Regions from separate parts of the Pan troglodytes genome. Here region 1 is linked to region 2. A link is a contact called in public HiChIP or PLAC-seq data. All regions are on one chromosome and are shown on one strand. The core of a region is the stretch at or near the end of the contact, and the rest is flanking DNA. Distances in the headings are between cores, read along the strand shown.

Region 1 (4,109 bases), core at 818-3,317, 300 kb before region 2:
CAGATCTGATTATAAGGCTAGAGTTTTCCATTAGGCTAAAATGCATATGTGAAAGCACTTTGGGGAAATAAAGCTTAGAAATGTGAACAAATGGGCCAAGTGCAGTGGCTCATACCTGTAAAACCAGCACTTTGGGAGGCCAAGGTGAGAGGATTGCTGGAAGCCAGGAGTTTGAGACCAGCCTGGGCAACATAGCAAGTCTCTGTCTCTACAAAACAATAAAAATAAAATAAAAAATGGTCGCAAACACCTGTAGTTTTAGATAGTCCAGAGGCTGTGGTGTGAGGATCACTTAACCCCAGGAGTTTGAGGCTGCAGTGGGCTATGATCAAGCCAATGCTCTCCAGCCTGGTCAACAGAGCGAGACACTGTCTCACACACACACACACAAAAGACAATATAGTATTATAGAAGCAGACTTTAAGATGAGGAGAAAGTAAAAGGAAAAATAAAAATAAATTTTTAAAGATTTGCACAAATGGAATAAGTTTTTTTTTTTTTGGAGACGGAATCTCGCTCTGTTCCCTAGACTGGAGTGCAGTGGTACAATCTCAATCTCGGCTCACTGCACTCTCTGCCTCCCGGGTTCAAGAGATTCTCCTGCCTCAGCCTCCCAAATAGCTGGGATTACAGGTGCACACCACCATGCCTGACTTTGTATTTTTAGTAGAGACGGGGTTTTGCCATGTTGGCCAGGCTGATCTTGAACTTCTGACGTCAGGTGATCCACCCGCCTTGGCCTCCCAAAGTGCTGAGTGCTGGAATTACAGGTGTGAGCCGAGCCACTGCACCTGGCCTTTTCTTTTCTTTTCTTTCTTTCTTTTTTTTTTTAGACAGAGTCTCATTGTGTCTCCCAGGCTGCAGTGCAGTGGCACGATCTTGCCTCACTGCAACCTCCACTTCCCGGGTTCAAGCAATTCTCGTGCCTCAGCCTCCTGAGTAGCTGGGACTACAGGCACACAACGATGACACCCCACTAATTTTTTGTGTTTTTAGTAGAGATGGGGTTTCACCATGTTGGCCAGGCTGGTCTCGAACTCCTGACCTCAGATGATCCGCCCACCTCAGCCTCCCAAAGTGCTGGGATTACAGGTGTGAGCCACCGCACCCAGCCTGAAGAAGTTTTTATTACAGCAAATCCCAGTTATACATCTTTTTACTTGGAAAAAATTATGGTGGACATTAATAATTAGACAAAACACTTTGGCTTGTTGTAAGTGAAGCTAGCCATTGTAAATTCCTAAATACTAGAGTAACATAAGGAAATGAATAATTTAGAAAGATCAGTAGGACAGCGGTATACAAAATGGTTGGAGCACAGGAATTCCAATTGGTGTGGGGAAGGAAGAAAGGATTAAGAACCATAATTAGAAAGCCGCTGCAATAAGGTAACTGAGTGGCAACTGGACCCAACGGTAGTGGCCGACTTTTCTTTTTCTTGTTAAATATAGATTTTGTTAAAATTTTGAAAAATGCAAAAAAAATTGAAAAATGCAAAAATAGGAAAATAAATCACCCATTATTCCAGTACTGAAGTAAATGGTGTCAATACACTAGTTTCAGTCCGGGCTTTGTGGTTCATGCCTGTAATCTCAGTCCTTTGGGAGGCCAAGGCCAGAGGATCACTTGAGGACAGGAATTCAAGACCAGCCCACAAAATAATGAGAGCAATATAATGAGACCCTGTCTCTACAAGAAAATTTAAAAAAAACAAAAAATTAGTCGGCTGTGGTGGCACGCACTTGTAGTCCAGCTACTTGGGAGGCTGAGGCAGGAGGATCACTTGAGGCAGGAGTTTGAGGCTGCAGTGAGCTATGACTGTGCCCACTGCACTCCAGCCTGGGCAGCCGAGTGAGACTCAGTCTCTAAAAGGAAAAAATAAGTAAATAAATAAATGTGTGTGTGTGTGTGTGTGTGTGTATACACACACAACAATTTAAAGGTGAAAACATTAATAGGGCTCGGTAACTATCCAGACACTGGCCGGAGCAAAACCAGCCTCGGCCAGCCAACTGTCCCGCCCCCAAAAAGCACAGGATCATGTCTCTATGGTTGTTCCGGCGCCGGAACATGAGGATGTACTCTCTTCTTTTGCGGAACTCTATGGTCTGAGGACGCCGCTGTAACCCCGGAAGCAATCCTGAGAGGTCGGGACCGGCAAGATGGCGGCGCGGACAGCGTTCGGGGCTGTGTGCCGGCGCCTCTGGCAGGTACTGGATTGGCTAGGGAGACTAGGAGGGCTGACCGGGATAGTTGCTTTTAAGTTTCCCTGCCACCAGCCGCTCTGCCCATCAGGATTTTTCCTGATATTTATCCCTCACCTCGCGCCGTTTACAGGAAAGTGACGAGAAAGGGGCTGGTTTTATCAGAATTCTCTCATGGAATTAAATATAAGTTAGTGAGTCCAGGCAAAGATAGGAACAAGAATAATCGTAGAATGTCAGAGCTGGAAAAGATTTTGTACTTCGTATGTTCCAAAACCCCTCCTTTCACGCTTGCAAAATAAACTGAGGCTCAGAGAAGACAGGAAATTTGCCTCGCGAAAATTAGAGGCTGAGCTGGTGCAAGATCTCAGACTCTTCCCATGGAACTAAATTGAGATGCTTTCCTGGCATCCAAATTTAGATGAAGGTCTCAAGCCAGAGGAGTGGGTTAGATATCCTCTGCGCAGTTATTTGCAGGAGGAGCAAAAACTTTTCAGCAGCGGTTCTCCTGCTTTTTGGCCTTGGGACCACTTTACACTTTCGGAGTTCAGGACTCCAGAGAGCTTTTGTTTTTGTGGGTTTTTGCTATCTATATTTAGCTTTTTGGAAAATAAAACTTAAGAATATATATTGACTTAAAAGTAACACTAACTCATTACATGTTACAACTAATACTTTATGAAAAATATATTTTCTGAACAAACTGAGTAAGGAGCAGCAATGTTTTACATTTTTGCAGCTCTCTTTAATTTCTGGCTTAATAAAAGCTAGATTCAAATCTGCTTCTGTATTTAATCTTTTCCTATATCACACCTCAGGCTGTCACGGGAAAACTTCACTGTACACTGGTAAGAGAATGAGTGGAAAAGTTGTAAATGACGTTTTGGTTTTATGAAAATAGTTTTGATTTCCCGGATCCCCTGAAAGTGTCTCAGACCCCACAGACGTCCTCAGACTACACTTTGAGACCACCGTTTTTGTTTTTGTTTGAAGACGGAGTTTCGCTCTTGTCGCCCAAGCTGGAGCGCAATGGCACGATCTCGGCTCACTGCAGCCTCCACCTCCCGGGTTCAAGTGATTCTCCTACCTCAGCCTCCCGAGCAGCTGGAATTACAGTCATGCGTCACCATGCCCAGCTAATATTTGTATGTTTAGTAGAGACGGGGTTTCACCATGTCGGTCAGGCTGGTCTCGAACTCCTGACCTCAAGTGATCCGGCCGCCTCGGCCTCCCAAAGTGCTGGGATTACAGGCTTGAGCCACCGCACCCGGCCTGAAAACCACTGTTCTTGAGAAAAGTCAGATGATATTAGAGATTGAAATTTTTGAACTGCTTTATTAAGACAAATTTACCCAGACAGCCCTCCCTTCCAAACCACCACTCCCCCAACACACACACACACACACACACACACACACACACACACACACACACACTCTCTCTCTCTCTCTCTCTCTCTCTCTCTCTCTCTCTCTCTCTCTCAAGAAATACAAAGAAAAAATGCAATTTAAAAACTTCTTGGCCGGGCACGGTGGCTCACGCCTGTAATCCCTACACTTTGGGAGGCCGAGGTGGGCGGATCACGAGATCTCCTGATCAAGACCATCCTGGCTAACATGGCAAAACTCCGTCTCTACTAAAAATACAAAAATTAGCTGAGTGTGGCGGTGGGCCCCTGTAATCCCACCTACTCAGGAGGCTAAGGCAGGAGAATTGCTTGAACCCAGGAGGCGGAGGTTTCAGTGAGCTGAGAATGCTCCACTGTACTCCAGCCTGGGCGACAGAGCAAGACTCTGTCTCAAAAAAAAAAAAGAAAAGAAAAGAAAAAAAAAGAAAAGAAAAAGCAGAGGTTTATAGTGGGAGAATGTGACTGAGAAGTGTAATATTCTTGCTCCTCTTGCACAA
Region 2 (4,684 bases), core at 1,339-3,838:
TTTGAGCCCAGGAGTTTGAGACCAAACTGGGCACCACTGTGAGACCTCATCTCTACAAATAATTAAATAATTAGCGGCCGGGTGCGGTGGCTCACGCCTGTAATCCCAGCATTTTGGGAGGCAGAGGTGGACGATGACCTGAAGTCAGGAGTTCAAGACCAGCCTGGCCAACATGGTGAAACCCCATCTCTACTGAAAATACAAAAATTAACTGGATGTGATGGCTCACGCCTGTAATCTCAGCTACTCAGAAGGCTGAGGCAGAAGAATTGCTTGGACCTAGGTGGCAGAGGTTGCAGTGAGCCAAGATTGCACCACTGCACTACAGCCTGGGCGACAGAACGACTCCGTCTCAAAAAAAAAAAAAAAAAAAGAATTAGTTGGACATGGTGGCACACACCTGTGGTCCCAGCTATGTGGGAGGCTGAGGTGGAAAGACGGCTGGAGCCCAGGAGATTGAGGCTGCAGTTAGCTATGATTGTGCCACCGCACTCTATCCTGGGTGACAGAGCGAGAGACTCTGTCTCAAAAAAAAAGAAAAAAAGAAAAAACGGAGAATATGAGATACTAAAGAGGAGGCTACTGTGATAATCCAGGTGAGAGATTGTGGTGGCTACGACAGGATGGTGTTCCAAAGCGGTGAAAAGTGGTCTCATTTTGGATACACTTTGAAGGCAAAGTCATCAGAATTTCCTTACAGATCAGATGTGGGGAGGGAGAGACAGAGAGAGGAGATGGTGGGGGCAGGGAGAGAGAGGAGTCTAAAGTTTATCTTGAGCAAATGAAATGCTACTAACTGAGACAGGGAAGGCAATGGTGAGAGAAGCAGGTTTGGAGGGAAGGTCAGGATTTCTGTTTTGTACATGTTAAATTTGAGCTGTCTGTTAGATTTCAAATTGGAGATGCCAAATAGGCAGTTGAATATAAGAATCTGGATTTCATGGAAGAGATCAGGGCTAGACTATAAAGTTAGGAGTAGTCACTCAAGGATGGTATTTAAACCATGAAACTTGCCAGCACCAGAGAATATTTGAAGAGGTCAGAGGACTGAGGAGAAGAGGTTGCAATAAGAGTCAGCCAAGGATACTGAGAAGTGAGGTGGCAGTAAAACAGGAGTGTTGATGTCTTAGAACCCAAGTAAGGATACTGTGGCCAGAAGGCCACTATTCAATTGTGTCAAATATTGCTTTAGATGAGATCTGAGAAACGGATGAAGCACCTCAGAGGTCAACACTCCCTCCCTAGTGAGAAAACATCAGACGTCTTTCAATTCATCTCTCTCGCTCTTTGGCTGCTAAACAATGTGTTTTCTGCTCATAACACTTCCCATTCGTTTTTCAGTTCTCAGCTTAAAGGTCCTGCTGCAATCGGAGAAGCTTCTCAAGACCAATGCTATTGTTACCAGGGAAACGATACTTTATCATGGAAATATATTATTCTAAGAGTCTACTTAATTGCCTCTCTGCTGGGCTTGACTGTAAGGTCCTTAAGTTAGACGTGCCTGTGTTGTTTACTTCTGTACCCAAACATTCGATAGAATTCCGAGCATAGCGCAAAGCTCGTAGTGGGTATCCCATAAATATTTACAAAACCAATGGATACATGCTAGGAGCACTTAGTGGCACGATCGATTACTGTTGGCCTAACTTCGGGCGTGTCTAGAAGGGAGTGCCTAAAACTAGGAGTGGGCGCGGAGGGCTCTAGACAGGGTTCAGTCTCCTTTGCAAGTGTAATACGGGACCCGTTGTTGACTCGAAGCAATTCCCCTGCCAGACACTTTTTAGCTGTCCACCCCGCCCCACTACTGGCCACTGTCTTCCTCGGACCTCATCCCAGACACTCACCCAGCCGCGTGGTGCGTTCCCGCGGCGCCGCGGGCTTGTCCCCAGTCCCATGCTCGGCCTCGAGTTCCTCCTGTTGCTGCCGTGCTTGCTGCAAAATCCGTCGGCTCAGCCGGGGCCCCACATACTCTTCCTCCGCTTCTCCGGTCCCGCGACCCCGCCGCTTCTCCCGGACCCCCGCCCGCACCGCATTCCCAGCCAGGATCTGATCGGCCAGGGGCGCATGTTTTTCCTGACCCCCGACCCCACGGGCCGCCTTGAATTTGGGCATTTTTCTCGAAAAAGTTGCCGGGAAGGATCGCACGTGGGGACTGAAGAAAGGCCAGGATGCGCTTGCGCGGTGGACTCCCAGCGCCCAAGAGGCCGCCCGGCGATCACAGTGCCCCCTAGCATTCGGAGGCCAGAAGCGCCATCAGCGCCGCCCCTCCCACTAAAAGAGCTCCCGTTTTCCGGAGCTGGACTCCCGAATATATTCACTGCCTTTAACGTTAGCTTCTCTCAATAGTGCAGTCTTTGAGTGTCGCTCTCCTAGCTTCATGGATGTAGGCCTAGAGTGCTCAGCCAAACGGGAATGTCTGGATTTAGAAACCTCGGGGCGGGAATCCGCAGATGATGTCAGTGGAGGCGTCACCGAGGGGTGCCGAGACACGCCCCATTCCTTGGGGAAGGCGTGAACCCGGCGCTCTGTTTTTACGTATTTCCGGAGTCCCTTCTGAGACAGAAGGTTGTGTTGGGGAACTGAAGCAGTTTCTGTGGGCGGACAGGGAACCCTGCGTTTCTACTGTGTGATTCTGCCACCTTCCTGGCCCGACGCCATGGGAGTGACTTGGTAGGACTGCAGGGGGTTTTGTGGGGCGGGGCTTGGAGTTGTGAAAGGCCGGAAAGAGGACCTTGACCATGGTCCGCCGTCCTCTGGGAGCTGAGGGAGATATCCTCGGGTTGTGTGGATGAGAGGATGCCGTGCGGGCTGCGGGTTCCCCGGGCTTGTTTCCTCAGAGATGCGCCCCTTCCTCTTGGAAGGCGGGAAAGCAAAGGTTTTTGTTTTGTTTTGTTTTGTTTTTTAAGACGGAGTCTCGCCCTGTCGCCAGACTGGAGTGCAGTGGAACGATCTTGGCTCACTGCAACACTCCGCCTCTTGGGTTCAAGCGATTCTCCTGTAGTCCCGAGTAGCTGGGACTACAGGCGCCCGCCACCACGCCCGATTACTTTTTGTATTTTTAGTAGAAATGGGGTTTCACCATATTGGCCACGCTGGTGTCGACAAAGCAAACTTTTTATCCCAGGAACCTATCAATGGTTGTATACCTCATTCTCTTCTGGATACATCTTCCTTCCCGTGAGGCCACAGTACTGCCTGCAGTGGGACCTCAGGGTTGGAAATAGGGTCTTTGGACTATGACCCACCTGCAGACAGGGTTGGAGGGAGTGGGCCATAAGCAATCAGGAGATAGTATTTTTTAAGATTTTCGCCTGCTCTTCCCTCAGCCATCAAATACAGTTAGACCCGCTTGTGTCTGTTTCTAATTTGCTCATTTTAAGATCTTGGGTCTAGAGGAAAAAAGAGGGTATTGATAATAAGGAGATCATGGTTCCAGGCACTTTATCTCTTTAGGACCCGTTTCCCACTATGTTTAATTCCATGGTTGGTCTAGTTTCAATGGAGTTTTTATCTTTCATATGTTTTAAGTCTCAGTTGAAAGAAGATGAGGTGGCAGGGAAAGGTATGGGTCCAGTGCTCGTGGAGGCGTTAGTTGTAAGGTGCCAGGTCCCAGAACATTTTTTTCTTATCTCAGTAGACGTGAGCATTTTTCCCGTGGGAGAAACCCGGAGGCCAGGATATTTGAAGCCAGTGGATATAGGCTTCTCATACAAAAGCATGTGTAGGGGAAATACTTTTCCTCCTGGTAGCCCAGGTTCTTGCAGGTTTCTCAGTGATTACACTCTTGCTTCCTACGATTGACACGATCCTCCTGTGTTCCTTAATGGAAGCAAGATATGTGAGGAATGGAAATGGAAAGGATGCAGCGTAGAACCCTGGAACCCTTGCTCTTTCTTTTTTTTAAAGAAATAGAAATGGGGTCTTGCTGTTTTGTACATGCAGGTCTTGAATTCCTGAACTCAAGCGAGCCTCCTGCTTTGGTCTCCCAAAGTATTTGGCGTTATAGACATGAGCCACCGTGCCCAGCCACCCCTGCTCTTTAAATGGAGAAGGCAGCTCCAGGAAAAGGGCTCTCTGTTGGCCCCCTTATCAACGTTTTCAGAATCCTAGGACTTCTGTCACTTGTAGCGTCAGTTTAGGGATTCTTTTGTATTTCAAAATAAGGCACATTAGCAACATCGTTTATCAGTGTTTTTTCTGATAGAGTAGTGACAATTTTTAGCAACAGAAGGACTCTACCTTAATAGATTCATTTAGTTGATCATAAAGCAATGTCATCTATGACTGGTTTCTTGATTTCTATATAGCTAAGTACTGCTTGTACTATTGTTTATTAATTTTTTAATTGATCTTTTCCTTAATGTTTTAACAGGCACTACATCCTTATACAGGCAGTCTAGTTAGTGGTTAAGAGCATGGACATCAAGCCAGGTTGCTGGGCTTTGAGTCTTGAGTGTACCACCCATTAACTGTGTGACCTAGTGCAAGTTATTTAACCTCTTTGTGCTGTACTTAAGTTTCCTCTTTTTTTTTTTTGAGGCAGAGTCTCACTCTGTTGCCCAGGCTGGAGTGCAGTGGCGTGATCTCGGCTCACTGCAAGCTCCGCCTCCCGGGTTCATGCCATTCTCCTGCCTCAGCCTCCCGAGTAGCTGGGACTACAGGCGCCCACCACCATGCCTGGCTA

The links. HiChIP or PLAC-seq counts read pairs in DNA pulled down with a chosen protein or histone mark.
Region 1: a contact with region 2 is called in an H3K4me3 HiChIP or PLAC-seq map of stem cell-derived excitatory neurons, with 9 times the contacts expected there. The contact joins the promoter of MRPS10 here to the promoter of MED20 in region 2. A contact is called at or near these places in 1 of 7 Hi-C or Micro-C datasets (induced pluripotent stem cells) and 1 of 1 datasets of contacts at active chromatin or transcription factors (stem cell-derived excitatory neurons).

What each region holds. Positions count from the first base shown.
Region 1 is chr5:48,104,702-48,108,810 of NHGRI_mPanTro3-v2.0_pri, reverse strand. It overlaps MRPS10 (mitochondrial ribosomal protein S10), which reads left to right and starts at 2,067. Exons shown (of 7, transcript XM_518474.9): 1 at 2,067-2,210. The coding sequence starts at 2,163.
Region 2 is chr5:47,802,659-47,807,342 of NHGRI_mPanTro3-v2.0_pri, reverse strand. MED20 (mediator complex subunit 20) reads left to right here and starts at 2,588. Exons shown (of 4, transcript NM_001246490.1): 1 at 2,588-2,670. The coding sequence starts at 2,657. BYSL (bystin like) reads right to left here and starts at 2,605. Exons shown (of 7, transcript XM_016955476.3): 1 at 1,845-2,605. The coding sequence starts at 2,112.